Regions from separate parts of the Hordeum vulgare genome. Here regions 2 and 3 are each linked to region 1. The links are chromatin contacts, called in public Hi-C maps. All regions are on one chromosome and are shown on one strand. Each heading gives the region's core, a stretch centred on a gene start, on an enhancer-like site or on the middle of the called end of the contact. The rest is flanking DNA. Distances are from core to core; before and after follow the strand shown. Region 1 holds the start of LOC123427063 (probable inactive receptor kinase At1g27190). Region 2 holds the start of LOC123427060. Region 3 holds the start of LOC123427061.

The links. Hi-C and Micro-C count contacts between places; a contact is called where the count stands out from the background.
Region 2: a Hi-C map of seedling shows a contact between it and region 1, with 5 times the contacts expected there. The contact joins the promoter of LOC123427060 here to the promoter of LOC123427063 in region 1. A contact is called at or near these places in 2 of 6 Hi-C or Micro-C datasets (leaf and seedling).
Region 3: a Hi-C map of seedling shows a contact between it and region 1, with 1.8 times the contacts expected there. The contact joins the promoter of LOC123427061 here to the promoter of LOC123427063 in region 1. A contact is called at or near these places in 2 of 6 Hi-C or Micro-C datasets (leaf and seedling).

The regions. Positions count from the first base shown.
Region 1 is chr2H:536,291,118-536,295,801 of MorexV3_pseudomolecules_assembly, forward strand. LOC123427063 (probable inactive receptor kinase At1g27190) reads left to right here and starts at 2,621. Exons shown (of 1, transcript XM_045111007.1): 1 at 2,621-4,684. The coding sequence starts at 2,761. The coding sequence ends at 4,638.
Region 2 is chr2H:535,890,120-535,894,803 of MorexV3_pseudomolecules_assembly, forward strand. It overlaps LOC123427060, which reads left to right and starts at 2,374. Exons shown (of 5, transcript XM_045111004.1): 1 at 2,374-2,771. The coding sequence starts at 2,686. It overlaps LOC123427058 (ATP-dependent DNA helicase Q-like 5), which reads left to right. Exons shown (of 21, transcript XM_045111001.1): 17 at 275-453; 18 at 557-581; 19 at 668-783; 20 at 876-1,081; 21 at 1,168-1,488. The coding sequence ends at 960.
Region 3 is chr2H:535,944,463-535,949,146 of MorexV3_pseudomolecules_assembly, forward strand. It overlaps LOC123427061, which reads left to right and starts at 2,764. Exons shown (of 3, transcript XM_045111005.1): 1 at 2,764-3,150; 2 at 3,774-3,992. The coding sequence starts at 2,881.

The DNA of each region.
Region 1 (4,684 bases), core at 1,371-3,870:
TTTCTCTTCTAAGGTAAGATGCCAAAGCCCTAAAGATATGTGGCTCCATTCTATAACCTACGAGGCAGTTCTTAATATGCCCCGTAGGAATATCATTAACACGCTTCTTTCCATATAGGATGGAGCTATGTCTTTGCTTTCCCCCGATTGGTCCTCTATTATGGATTCGGTGCAATACGGGCCAAATAAAGGACATCATGTCTTCATCATCCTCTCTTCTTCTCTTCCGAATTCGGTCGATGATTTCAGAATTCATCTCGGCACTAAAACTAGAATCAACAAGCAACAAGCAGGATAATAAGACTACAAGGGCTATCAAGTAGGATATACTACTTTGGTAAAGAAAGAAGGCCAAAAGGCCAAAGACCTTGTCTACCTTACCAAAGTTAGGTGTGACAACATATCATCAATCATATGATCGTATTATAACACAATGTAATATAATTAGTAGCAGCTAAAGCATTTTTTGTCTTGACTAAATATAATTAGCAGTGGGTATCAACGACTCATGTTCATATACTCTAATGTTCAAAAAGAATTACCCGATCAAAAGAATCATAGCATATTAAAACCACAAATCACGTTCGTTGAACACGTAACATAAGGTAAGATAGCGATTGCATCAAAGGAAAGCATATGTAGAATGCACATGAGTAGTTTTGTTATAGGTTATATGATCTTAAGATGTTATAGTATCGACAATAAACAATCTGAAAATGTGATAGTTTTTCACTTTAATCTAAAGCCTAAGCGCATTCGATTATGAATCAGAAGTATGCACAACAAATTTTATTTAATTTTCTAAAAATGCTATTTAGCACAACGGAATGTGTATCATAAAGCCGAAGCATCCTCTATTCTCAAGAATAAAGTGATGGCAAATAGAATTTGGCCTGAATCATATTAGCGTGCCCCTGAAATGAATAGGAGTACTTTTGTTCGACTTGGATCATGTTATGAACCATGCATTGTATCTCAGAAAATTGACAGGCTATGTCGTTGTGTGAGCTTACGTACTTAGACAACCATGGGATCAACTTGTCCAGAATGTACATACAAAAACTACTCCAGATCTCAGCTAATAAGTCTTAAGTCAACCATTGCAAGAAACCAAGTACGCAAATATACATGAGAACATCAGAGCTTGAAGTTGTAGCCATATTAACAGGAACTGACAATCAACTGTAGCAGTCCTTCATTCTTAAGAAACTCCTCCCCACCCCATTACACATGCACACATCAAAACATCTAGTGCAAATTATTATGGTCATCTAAAAAATGTGACGAAGCTCTGATCTAGTATAAAATGCTACAAAGTTCACAAGCTGAAGCAATAAAGCAACATCTGTAAGTTGATACCTCGAAAGTATACAAGAATGCACTAATACTTAAAGTTCTTCCGACTCACGAAATTGAGTGATAGGATAGGGAATTCAGTTCTAATGACGCCACGATCTGAGTGGTAAGTATTTGCATCAAGCTAAAGCTACAACTTTCAGATTAAAAGGTTCCAATGCCTACAAATAATTTGAGTTTATTGCTCCTTCCTTCTTGCCTCTACCCATCTCAATGATCCCGAAAAATTGAAAGAGTGGGTGAGCAAAGGCAATTTTACCAGCAGCTCTCCTCTCAAGAACAACCACACCCAGGTATGCATTGTTACGAGTTGACCACAACAACTATGAGCATAACTAGCACATTTGTCCAAAAATCCTGACTAAACACCACCTCAACAGTAGCCACAACGAAGTTAATGGCAATCAGACCATCAGACCATCCTAGATCCATCAGACCATCACCCACACAAATTAATGGCAATCTCGTCGGCTAGGGTTAGGTTCAGAGAAGGGCTATAAGAGAACAATGTTGTAGCCATTGCGTTAACAACGAGCTCATCGGTGATAAGTTGTGATGCTCGTCGTTGAGGATGAGGCGGATGGAGGGCTTGCGGGAGGTGGCAGCCATGGCGCCTCTCGGGACAGGAGGGGGGAAGGGGGGAGGGGAAGGAGGGGAGGGGCGACAATGACTTACCACCGGGAAGAAATCCAGTTGGGGTCGCCGGAGGAGTTCGCTGACGTCGGGGGGACGGGGTGTTGAGGAGGAGTCGGACGGCGGTGGCGGCTAGCAGCGTATAGTTTCATCCAGATCCACGAGTACCCCCCTCCCGGGGCTATTTTAGGGGGGGTTTTGGCTCACGCGTGGAATTTATCTTTAAAACGCTGTCAATCCCTCCGTGCCAAACGAGGCCTCAAGGTTTTAAGAAAATACCAATGGACTGAGAATTAGAAAAAACATCAAACTGAGCTTGCCGCGTTGTCCAAAGCAAAAGCAAAAAACAAAAAAAAAAACGCTGAAACGGAAGAACAGAAGGCTATGGCACCTTCACGGAGCCCAGCCTAGCGTGCTGACCGTCTGGCGGCCGGCACGGCCCAAGCAATCACCACTCACTCAGACTCAGACTCAGACTCATGGAGTCGGCACTGGTGTACTAGTCAGCCCAGCCGTCCGGTCCGTCGCTTCCAAATCTCGGCAATCCTTCCACCACCCCGTGTCGAGCCCGTCCTCTTCTTCACTTCTCTCCCCATCCATCCATCCACCCCCACCCAGCGGCGCAGTCCAACTCCAACCCGCCCCACCAAAACGCGCACACGCGACACACCAGCAGTACCGCCCATCCACTCCGCCCCCGCCCGCAGTCTCCCCACCTGGTCAAACCACTCCCCCCACCCCCACCACGACGGCCTCCACCACCCGTCCGCCATGCCGCCCTCCCCCCTCCTCCTCCTCCTGCTGCTGGCCCTAGCCCTCACCCTCCCGCCCGCCGCGCCGCAGCCGGCGCCCGGCTCGGCGGCGGAGCCGCAGGAGGACGACGCGCGATGCCTCAAGGGCGTCAAGGCCGAACTCAGGGACCCCGAGGGCCGCCTCTCCTCCTGGACCACCAACGCCTCGGCGGGCGCCGTCTGCGACTTCTCCGGCATCTCCTGCTGGAACCCGCAGGAGTCGCGCATCCTCGCCGTCTCCCTCTCCGGCTTCGGCCTCCAGGGCAAAATCCCCCCCGACCTCCAGTACTGCAGGGCCGCCACCACGCTCGACCTCTCCTCCAACGCGCTCGAGGGCCCGATCCCGCCCGCGCTCTGCGACTGGCTCCCCTTCGTCGTCACCCTCGACCTCTCCGGCAACCGCCTCAGCGGCCCGCTCCCCTCCGAGCTCGCCAGCTGCCGCTTCCTCAACTCGCTCAAGCTCAGCGACAACGCCTTCTCCGGCCAGATCCCCGCCTCCCTCGCGCGCCTCGACCGCCTCAAGGCGCTCGACCTCTCCCGGAACCGCCTCGTCGGCCAGATCCCGTCCCAGCTCGGCTCCGCCTTCTCCAAGGACTCCTTCTCCGGGAACTCGGGCCTCTGCGGCCGCCCTATCTCCTCGCGCTGCGGCGGCGGGCTCACGGGCTCCAGCCTCGGCATCGTTATTGCTGCCGGGGTCTTCGGCGCCGCCGCTTCGCTGCTCCTCGCCTTCTTCTTCTGGCGATGCACCGGGAAGAGCAAGGCTGGCCGCCGCCGCCAGGGCCGCGGCGGAACCGAGTCGGAGGTTACCGCCGCCGAGGACGGGAGCTGGTGGGCGGAGCGCCTGCGGGCCGCACACAACCGGCTGGCGCCCGTGTCCTTGTTCCAGAAACCGATCGTCAAGGTCAAGCTTGCCGACCTGCTGGCAGCCACACAGGACTTCAGCACAAGCCACATCGTGGTGGCGGGGAGCTCGCGGGCAGGGACCGCGTACCGGGCCGTGCTGCGCGACGGGTCCGCGCTAACGGTGAAGCGCCTGCACTCGTGCCCTCTCTCGGAGAAGGCGTTCAGGTCGGAGATGGGGCGGATTGGGCAGCTTCGCCACCCCAACATCGTGCCGCTGCTAGGGTTCTGTGTTGTTGAGGAGGAGCGGCTGCTGGTGTACAAGCACATGGAGAGTGGGGCTCTTTCCAAGGTGATGAAGGAGCCAGGGGAGACATTGCTCGACTGGGCGACGCGGCTCAGGATTGCTGTTGGGGCGGCGCGCGGCCTTGCGTGGCTGCACCATGGGTTCCAGATGCCACAGATTCACCAGAACCTGAGCTCAAGCGCCGTGCTTCTCGACGAGGACTATGAAGCTCGGATCACAGATGTTGGCCTCACAAGGCTGGTCCGGATGGCGCCGGGTGAAGGTGGAGATACAAGCCCCTTCCTCAATGGTGACTTTGGGGAGTTTGGGTATGTTGCCCCAGAGTATGCTAGCAATCCAGTTGGTACCATGAAGGGTGATACATATGCGTTTGGGGTCATACTACTGGAGCTCGTGAGCGGGCAGGAGGCTGCCTCTGTGTCAAGTGATGTGGGTGAAGGATTCAAGGGGACATTGGTGGATTGGGTATTTCAGCTCAAGAGCACCGGCCGAATTGCCGATGCCGTGGACAAGTCATTGAAGGGCCATGATGCAGAGATCAGCGAGTTCTTGAAGGTGGCTTTTCAGTGTATTGTTGCGCGGCCAAAGGAGAGGATCTCAATGTACAGGGTTTACCACTCTCTGAAGAGCATTGGAACTGGCCGGGATGTCTCGGAGCAGTTTGACGAATTTCCGCTGGCCTATAACAAGGACGACTCGGACACCATGTAGCTGATGATGGCGGCGACGCCTCGGATGGATTGTGAACCGCTTGGTC
Region 2 (4,684 bases), core at 1,124-3,623, 400 kb before region 1:
TTGTACTAGCTCTAGTATAAAAATGTACTAAACTTAAGACACTTATTTTGAGGGAGTATTCCTTAGAGGCAGTAAATCATGTACTCCCTCCGTTTCAAAATTCTTGTTTTAGCTTTGTCTAGAAATGTATGTATCTAAATATTAAAACTTGACTAGATACATTCATATTTAAACAAATCTAAGACAAGAGTTTTGAGACAGAGGGAGTACTCAATAGGCTTTTATAAATGATAGCTTAGTCTCAGTTATGCATATTAACGGACTGTTTAAACAGATCAGGAAACTAGACGCCATGTTTGCTCTTGCGGACTATGCTGTCAAAGGTTGTAAGAAGACAGATGGCTGTTCTGGCTCCGAGCACACCCCATGCATCCAGAAGAGGATTATAAACTACTTCAGCAAGAAGGAAGGCACACCAGACGATGATTACTGTACTCCGCTCCGCAAGAGCAGGTTTGTGTGCTCTCTTCCCACATAACTCACCAGAGCATTTGCTTCTTACGCTGTCCCGAGCTTAAGTCTTATCTGATGGAATGTTTGATTTTGCTTCCTGCAGCACGTTCTTGCAATCCGACATAAAGGTAAGAACTAACACCAGGTGCATTTTCCACTGTGATTGGTAGCAATGTAACAGGCCCGCCTGACAATCTCTTCACTGCGCTGCCAGGTATTCCTCCAGAGCAATTCGTTTGCCAAATTCACCCCGAGGGCCGTCGCGAGGATTATGCACGGCATCTCCAGCCCGTCTTTCCCAGCTGCTACCTGGTCCAAAAACCACTTCTGGTCTCTCTCTCTCTCCGGACGCATTTTGTTATATCTATGTATATCTTCTCTTTCCACCGATTTAGCTCACGGGCTGAAGTTTTTACCCACAGGGGACGCTATATGGAGGTTGATTTCCCAGTGGTCATACAAGCTGCCAAAGCCGAGCTAGTTAAATTCGTTGGAAAGGGTGAATAGTGCTGCAAGAGCAATCAGTCAGAACCCTTGTCTTGCGGTCTTGCCAGGCTACAATGTACAGTACATGCATAAGAATGAAGTTTGAAACCAGGAATCGGATAGAAATTTAACCACAGAGAAGGTTCGTGCCCACTCCCATGTACATGCTCCAATAGTTGTTATCCCGAATGCTCAACGCTGATCGCCGTTGCTTCCATAAATTTGCAGAGGCGGTTGAAAAAAAAAGTATTGGTTGCAGAGCGGACACCAGCCACGTCGGCGTGAAGTATCTATGCAGCAAACCATCGCGGGCCTTTCAGTCAAGCTGTCTATGTAATATGGCGGGTCAGCCAGGATCAAGATGCTTAAGAAGAGACATTTCCTGATTAAAGAAACAAAGAGAAACCAGTGATATACTAGGTCGACAGATGAGAGGGTTGCTGTGTTATGCTTAAACGTTTTAGTAATAATCCAGTGTGAAACTAACTTGTGAACCTGTAATACTGATATGTATATTCATTACTTAGCAGCATCAGCCGAAGCCGAGTATCCCCGAGTCTTGGTCGCACTTGTTCGAGTTGACTGGCCAACCTGGCTTCATTGCATGCTGCCGTTGTCAGCTCTGATCTTAGCATTGTTATTTGGTGGTTGGCAGTTTCATTGCATGCTGCCGCCGCATATTCGCATATGCTCTGGGAGAGGCACACGGTGCGGGTCCTGGCAGCGCGCCTCTATCATTCTTGGAGTGAACCGATCCATTCGATTGATCGTGCAGGTACGAGCTTGAGGCGGTGCGTCCTGCAGCGTTTGTTCACCGGCAGGAGCGCACGGCTTTAGCTGGAACACCGTGTCCTGTGTGCTGCCGTACGAACCATGGGGGCCTAGCCATGGCGTCTACCATGTCGCTTGCAGAGAGAGGCAGTCAAATTGTAGATTTGCATCGTCCGGCACGGCACGGGAGACAAAGCGTGCACACAGCCCATACCCAACATACCCAAACCGAAATTTCAAAAAAAAAAAAAAAAAAAAAACCCCAAACCGGATGTCCTCAACTGAAACCGTGTCAATGTCACGGTACTGCATCTGGACCGCCGACCGACCAGCGGCCTCGCACCTCAAGCAACACGTAAGCGGGGTTGCTGTTGCACCGGTGAACACGTAGCTGCCTTTGTTTAATTAATTAATTATGTGAGCTACCAGGTTGATGCGGTACTGGAACCACCGAAGCACTTGACGATGGCGTGGCATATTCGCGTGGCTCAAATCTAGCGACCCGAAGCATATTCATTCGCCCACAACGCCCATCGCTATCCATCCTAGCCAGCCGTCCGTAACGGAGGGGCCACACCAACACCAGGCAGCCGGGGCCCGTGCCGTTCCAACAGGGCAACGATTCGAACGACTCTCCCGTGCCACGGAATCCAGCCCCGGAAAAGCAATATTCCGTGCTCGCGTCGGTCGGTCCATCTATTCTCCGTGGGCCGTGACGGCAGCGCAGCGCAACGGGGTCCGTAAAGACTGGTAGGAGGAGTAGCGCGGCACGAACGCACGCACGCAGAATTTACCAGAGCACGCAGGAGGAGAGCGAGAGGGGGAGGGGAAAAGCCGACGGCAGAAGGAAGGAAGGAAGACGAAGCCAGGCCAGCCATCCTCCAGTTGCTTCCTCGCGCCGAGCCCGAATCCTCTCCCCTCGCGCCGTACCAGAGGGCTCCGCCGGAGATCGAGGAGACCCGACCCTAGCTGGAGATGGCCGCCGCCGTGGTGAACTACCCGCTCGTCGCGGGGCTCCTCGCCTTCGCGGTCGCGCAGTCCGCCAAGTTCTTCACCACCTGGTGAGCCAGCTGCTCCCCTCCCCTCCCCCGCCCCGCGTTACAGTTATGATCGATGGCTTGGCTCCGCTCATCGGGCTGCTGCCTGTGCGAGCATTGCTGAGCCTGTGGGAGCGCGTGCGATTTTGGTGGTCGGGAGTTCGTTGCTTATCTGCTTAGCGCGAAGGTGAACGGAGATTTGGATTCGAGACCTGCTAGGAACGGGATTTGGCTAAATTCTATTTAGTCTCTTTTTTCCCTTCTATAATTCCGCTGATCAGTTTCGTACATAGGCTGTGGATCCTCGCCAACCTTAGCGAGATCTTCCTCTTATTTCTGCGTTTCGTTTTGCTTCGCTGGTAGTATGATCTGCGTCAACTGCTTCTGAAACCAGCTATTCATGAACCACCCGCAGAATACTTTGTCAACGAGAGGCAGCGGAAATGCCGGATATGCCACGTGGGCGAGAGTTGGACGAACGCTTACAGTTACCCAACTAGGACAAAAAATGCGCCAAAAGTTTTGTGTACCCTTTCGGTATGTTTTCGTCTGGAAGTAGTGGAGAGACATCCCTGTATCACATTACTCATAGTCATGAGGTTTTAGCTACTCCCTCTGTCCGGAAATACTTGTCGGAGAATAAAAATGGATGTATCTAGAACTCGACAAGTATTTCCGGACGGAGGGAGTATTAATTAATCTGAGAGCATTTTAGGATCATACGGATGGTTTGGTGGGGCACTTAGAAGCCTAACCTTTTCACATCCATTCTGGTTCTACTGCCAGATAAGGGTATTATTTGTGATTTCTGTAGCAAATTTGCTGCATGTCTAATGCTAGAGGCAAGTTGGTTACATAATGCTACCTGTATTTCCTTACTTTGGTTCTACTGCCATTGAGATGATTAATCAATACTTTGTGATGATCCTGCCCATAAGAGTTATGCATGTTCTCTGCAAAGAGTGGCTTTGTTTTTGAACTTTTAAGAGTGGCTATTGGCAAAGTAAGTGACGATTCCTAGGCTCTGCTTGTATCTGTCATGTGTGTGACATGATTGTGTCCTGGGTGGTTCATTTGTTCTGGTTGGCTGCTTGTTTTACGGCTGGGTGTTTCTTTAGCTTGGCAGGCTGGTTTGTAGCTGCGGTGGTGCGGCCATGGGTGCGTTTTGGTGGAACTTGATGAATTGGTGGTTGTTTTACCAGTTTCATGAAAATGAAAGGATTTCACTACAATCGAACGCCAGATTTTTTAGCATGGCAAATCGAACGCCCGGAATGGCAAATTATGTTTCGCGAGGATGGCAATTTGCTTTAGCAAGCCATGGAGCAAATTGCCATCCTCACGACAACATAATTTGCCATAAAAAATGTTCGATTTGCCATGCCTAAAAGCCTGATTTATGATTTTTTAGCATTTTTGAAATGAAATTGGGAGCTTGAGCTCCTTTGATTGAAACAAAGTGACGGAGTTAACTCTCTGTTTCCTGATAATTTAAGCAAATTGGTCGGTGCCAAACTATGGACATAAGTAAGCCCTACCCTCAATGGCAGGTGCTAGATCTGTGACCCTGTGCTGTCAATCCATTCAAACTCTTCCTTTGTAAGATTTTTTTTCATGAATATTTTTTAAGAGGGTTGTAGATAATTTGTGATGTCAATTTACATCACCAGTTGTGTGTAAAGCCACCACAACTTGACACTATACATTCACAAGTTATCGACTTATAGCAACTGCACATACCATTTGCTGTCTCCTGCAGTATATATAATTCAAATAAGAAAACCAATTGTTTGGGGGCAATTTGAACATGCACAAACACCTTCATTCGATAAAAATGAGTCCTTATTGACTCAATAGCATGCACACACACACCTGAGTTTGCATCAGGGCAGAAATTTGAGAACACTCCGTGGAAGTTAATTGCTCATGTTTGCCTT
Region 3 (4,684 bases), core at 1,514-4,013, 350 kb before region 1:
ACATGTTAATGCTAGTAGGAGGACAAATGTTAAAAGCAATATGTATCGAGCACCATAAAAGTTTAGCCATAGGACAATCTAGAAAGAGGTGTTTAATAGTTTCTTTATTCTGACAGAAGCTGCATCTTTGATTTCCTTTCCAATTTCGCTTGGCCAAGTTATCCTTAGTTAAAACAACTCCTTTCCATATATGCATGGATTTTGGAACAGGTGAAGAATCTATGGGGTGCACATATATAGATTTTACAAAAAATATACCATTAGTGGCCAGCCTCCATTGAACACTATCAAGGCAGTCAGAAAGGCTAATGTTCATCAGCCTTCTGACTAGATGCAGCCATCTAATCCATCTATCACCAATCAAGGCTCTACGGAACTGAATATTTAGAGGAATCTCATGCAATACTGTCGCAACGAACGTCTGTCTGCGTTGGGCAATATTGTAAAGCTACGGATACTGAAGAGCTAGGGGCTCCCTCCAAGCCATGTATCTTTCCATGCATGATACTTCCTACTATGACCAGCCTTAAACACATAGTTGTCTACTACATCTACCAACTGCACACCCACCTAACGTGTATTTATTCTACTTGAGTATATTCATATCCCTCCTTCTCCTTCCTCTCGCCGTTGCCACTGTCAAGGAGCTCCATCAAGACTGCTGCTTCGTTCAAATCAAGGTCGGATTCTTATTAACTAGGAAAAGAAATAAACTGCTAAGAGAGAGATTTAAGATGGAAAAAGTGAAGGAAAATGATCACCTTCAGCCGGCTGATTTTTCTACCGATTCCATCACCTTCCACGAACGACGCGTGTCCTAATCAACCCACACATCGCTCTGATGTGCTGCCTTATCTTCTCGACTATTCCTACTTCTGTCCACACCTTTTCTTCCTTCCTTCCCCAACCAGGCCATGGGTCACAGCCGCAGATCGTCGGCCTTGTAGTCGCCGCAGACGACGTAGGCTCTAGAGCAGCGACAGCAGAACCACTGGCGCTGGGCGCCGTGCTGGCGATGGAAGTGCAGCTTGACGGCGCTGGCACCGCTGAGGGCACGCGAGGGGGGGTGGTGCGGGCAGCTGGGCTCCGGGCACACGAACACCTACTTCCGAGGCGGCGGCGCCACCTTGCCGGCCTCCCGCTTCCTCGACTCCAGCAGCATCGCCGGCGAGAGCGACACCACCTTCGCATCCAGGTATGTCCAGGTATGTGGCGTGGCGCGAGGTTCGTCTATGCCACCCCATGGCGATGCTGTCAGCAACGATGGGGTATTGTTGCAGGAATTTTCACTGCAATTTCTTTTTCTACAACATCATCTATGTTGCAAGAATTTTTCACAACAAATGTCTTGTTGCGGGAATACGACACAACAGTACATATGTTGCATAAATATGAAGACAAAAAAATTCTACAACATGACCTTTGTTGCAAAAATTTCTTCCGCAACAGTATCTATGTTGCAGAAAAGCCAAGGAAAAAAAATACTGCAACAAAGCAATTGTTTCTCAAACTCGACCGTTGTTTCAGAAATTAATGGGTCTAAAATTTATTTTTTGCAACGAAGCAATTGTTTCTGCAACTCCGTCGTTGTTTCAAGAATACTGGATGCCCGGCCGGAGCCCCGCGCGCGTAGAACGGACGGTCGTCCAGGTGACGGATGTTTACTAAACATCCGTCGTTGGATGCGTAGCAGCCCCCAAAAGTGAATCAGTTGCCACTGGCGTGAAAATGAAATTACTATATTTGATGCGAATCATTGTCTTCCATTAGACCGTCTTGAAACTCGTTAATGTACCATTGAATCTTTCCTTGGAGATCTCCTCCCAGGATGACTATGCCCTGAGCTTCGAAGGAGAGGATGAACATGATGCTTTGGGGGATAAGAAGAGAATCTCTATGCACGCATAAAGGGATACGAGGAGTGGCATCGTCTGAACACCCTGCAAGGGAAAATAAATGTTATGTTCCTGCATGTACTAAAAGTACAATCATCATTACTTCTCGGCCCTCAACACCACGTATATGTCACTAGTATATAGCCCGTATGTCAATGTATATACGGTTTCTAACAATTAATGCCGAGATCTGACTATAGTAACGAATGGGACTGATATCAGGGGGACAGCACCTGAGAGCCACAAATCCTCGTCCCATATATATGTTATTAGTCTAAGTTACTATCTTCATAGTGGATAGTAATATTGAGTTTTTTTATTAGCGTATAGTCTCATCTTGTCTTGAAATGCTAGTTTCTTAGCGCGGTTTCATATGCATTTTGCTCACGTGATATACTAGTTAATTAAGAAAGAGAGTGATGTTGTATCTTATAGCTAACATACAACCATTGCACGTGGCATATGTAAAAAATAATTCTAGCCCAATCATATGCATGCTTTACTTCAAATTATTAAATGTAGATACAACTCATAAAAAACAATGCATTGACATGGTTGTATCTTAAATTATTAATGCTTCTATGATAACGTGATAAGAGACAATATATTGACACATGTCTAAGTTACTTGATTTCTCTCTCTTTAAATTAATTAGTTGCCACATCATATTTATTGCTTAGATGACACATATATTAATACCTAGTTATGTTATTCTCATTGTGGATAGTTTTGTGCATTTGACTCGTTGGATTGACTTGCTACAATGATGCTGGCCTGGACGGTCTTTCTCCACTAGAGCCGAGCCGTTCAGCTCCCACCACCACGCTCACCTCAAAGCTCAACCGAGCCACCACCGGCTCTCACAGTGGCATCGGATCGGAAGCAGGGCCCACGCGGCCAACCTCACTAACTACAAAAGCCAACCCCATCACCACCGGCTCACTGCCAAGAACACACTCCCACCCCACCCCCACCGACAGCAGCAATGAAGGCCCTCGCCGGCGACAGCAACGCCTCCGCGCCGCTTCTGCAGGCGACCAAGATCAGCATCCCCGCCTCCTCCACGGGCGGGGCCGCGGAGGCCGCGCTCCTCGGGAAGGGCCGGTACAAGGTGTGGGCCCTCGCCGCCATCGCGCTCCTCGCGCTCTGGTCCATGTCCGCCGCCTCCGTCTCCCTCCGCTGGTCAGCAGGCGACCTAGCAGCCGCTGTCGCGGGGGACCTCGACGCGCCACTCCGCGGCGATCTCGACTCCCTCGTAAGACTCCTTTTGCTTTTGTTCGCTTCGCACCCCGCTCGTATTCTTACCGGTCAAGTGCTTGCTGTATGGTCTGTTCGTACGCGCAAGCGCAAATTTGTGTTTCACAACAAGGACGCCCCGTGAAGAATCTCTTCTTGTATCCGGATCAGTAGGCGCTTTAAATAAGGCATCCAGATTGTTGCGCTATCTACATTTCTTTGGAAAACAAATCCAAGTCTTATATTCTAATGTCTGACGAATGCCATAATTTTCTTGACAAATCATAATGGAGGAACTGCTGAACCTTTTCGAACTTAATTGTTTCTTGAACGGAGTTCCTCCTATACGTTCCTTAATTATTACTCCCTCCATTCCAAAATAATTTAGTACTAAGATAATACAAATATAGTACTAAGGCAGCACACTTATTTTGGGACGGAGGGAGTATTTTAACTTTTTATTTGATGTTTTTTTCTCGTAAGTGTAGCCACAAATTAAACACCCCCGAATTCTGTGCACTAAAAAATTCATCATTTGAGAAGAGGTTCATCGTATTGATAGTTGACATTAGAAAGCACAATACTATGTAGTTGTTTTGTTATTGGATTCTGAATGAAAATAGGCTTGTTATAACTGAGCAGGAGATGGAGGAAAGGGAGAAATTAGTTGGTCGGATGTGGGACATGTACACACGCACCAGCGATGAGATACGCCTTCCACGGTTCTGGCAGGAAGCATTTGAGGCTGCATACGAGGAGCTTGCTGGTGATGATATGCAGGTTCGTGACGCGGCCATCTCTGAGATTGCTCGAATGTCAGCCCACAGACTTGAGCTTGAGCAGCCTGTGAATGCGAACGAGGTATGATCAGAGCATCCAAATTTAAAACAGAGCACTATTTTCTGTATTCCTGTTCATACACACCTACCTTCCCCCTCTCATGCTGTAAATAATTCATGAATTCTTGTTCACTTCACTTTGTAAGCATTTGTCTGGGCATGGATCAGTTGGTCATAATTACTTAGTACGATTGATTTCCAGATTTCTACTATATTAATCTTACAATGCTCAAATCAGTAATAGGTGATCCATATAAATTAACACTTTTGCTTCGGTACACCCCTCCCCCCCTCCCCCCCCCCCCCCCACCAAACAAAACGTAGAAGGGGAAACGTATACCCACCTAGTATTGTACACTATAGAGAGACATATGTATACCCACCTCGTATTGTACACTATAGAGAGACATACGTATACCCACCTCGTATTGCATACGTACGGCGGCCTGTAGTGTACAATACGAGGTGGGTATACGTTCTCTTTTGTACGTTTTGTGTGTGTGAGTGTGTGTGTGGGGGGGGGGGGGGGTACCCAAGCACACCTCATTAATTAAAGGGCAGCTCATGCCATTCTTGAAACAAAAAACATTTTGCATATGTGTCACAACATAGTTTACACCTGTGATCATTAGTTGTTGTCCGTACATTTATCTAAGTGAATCATGACATGCTAATTTTGGCACAAGGTATTTTTCTTTTTGGCAATTCTCATGA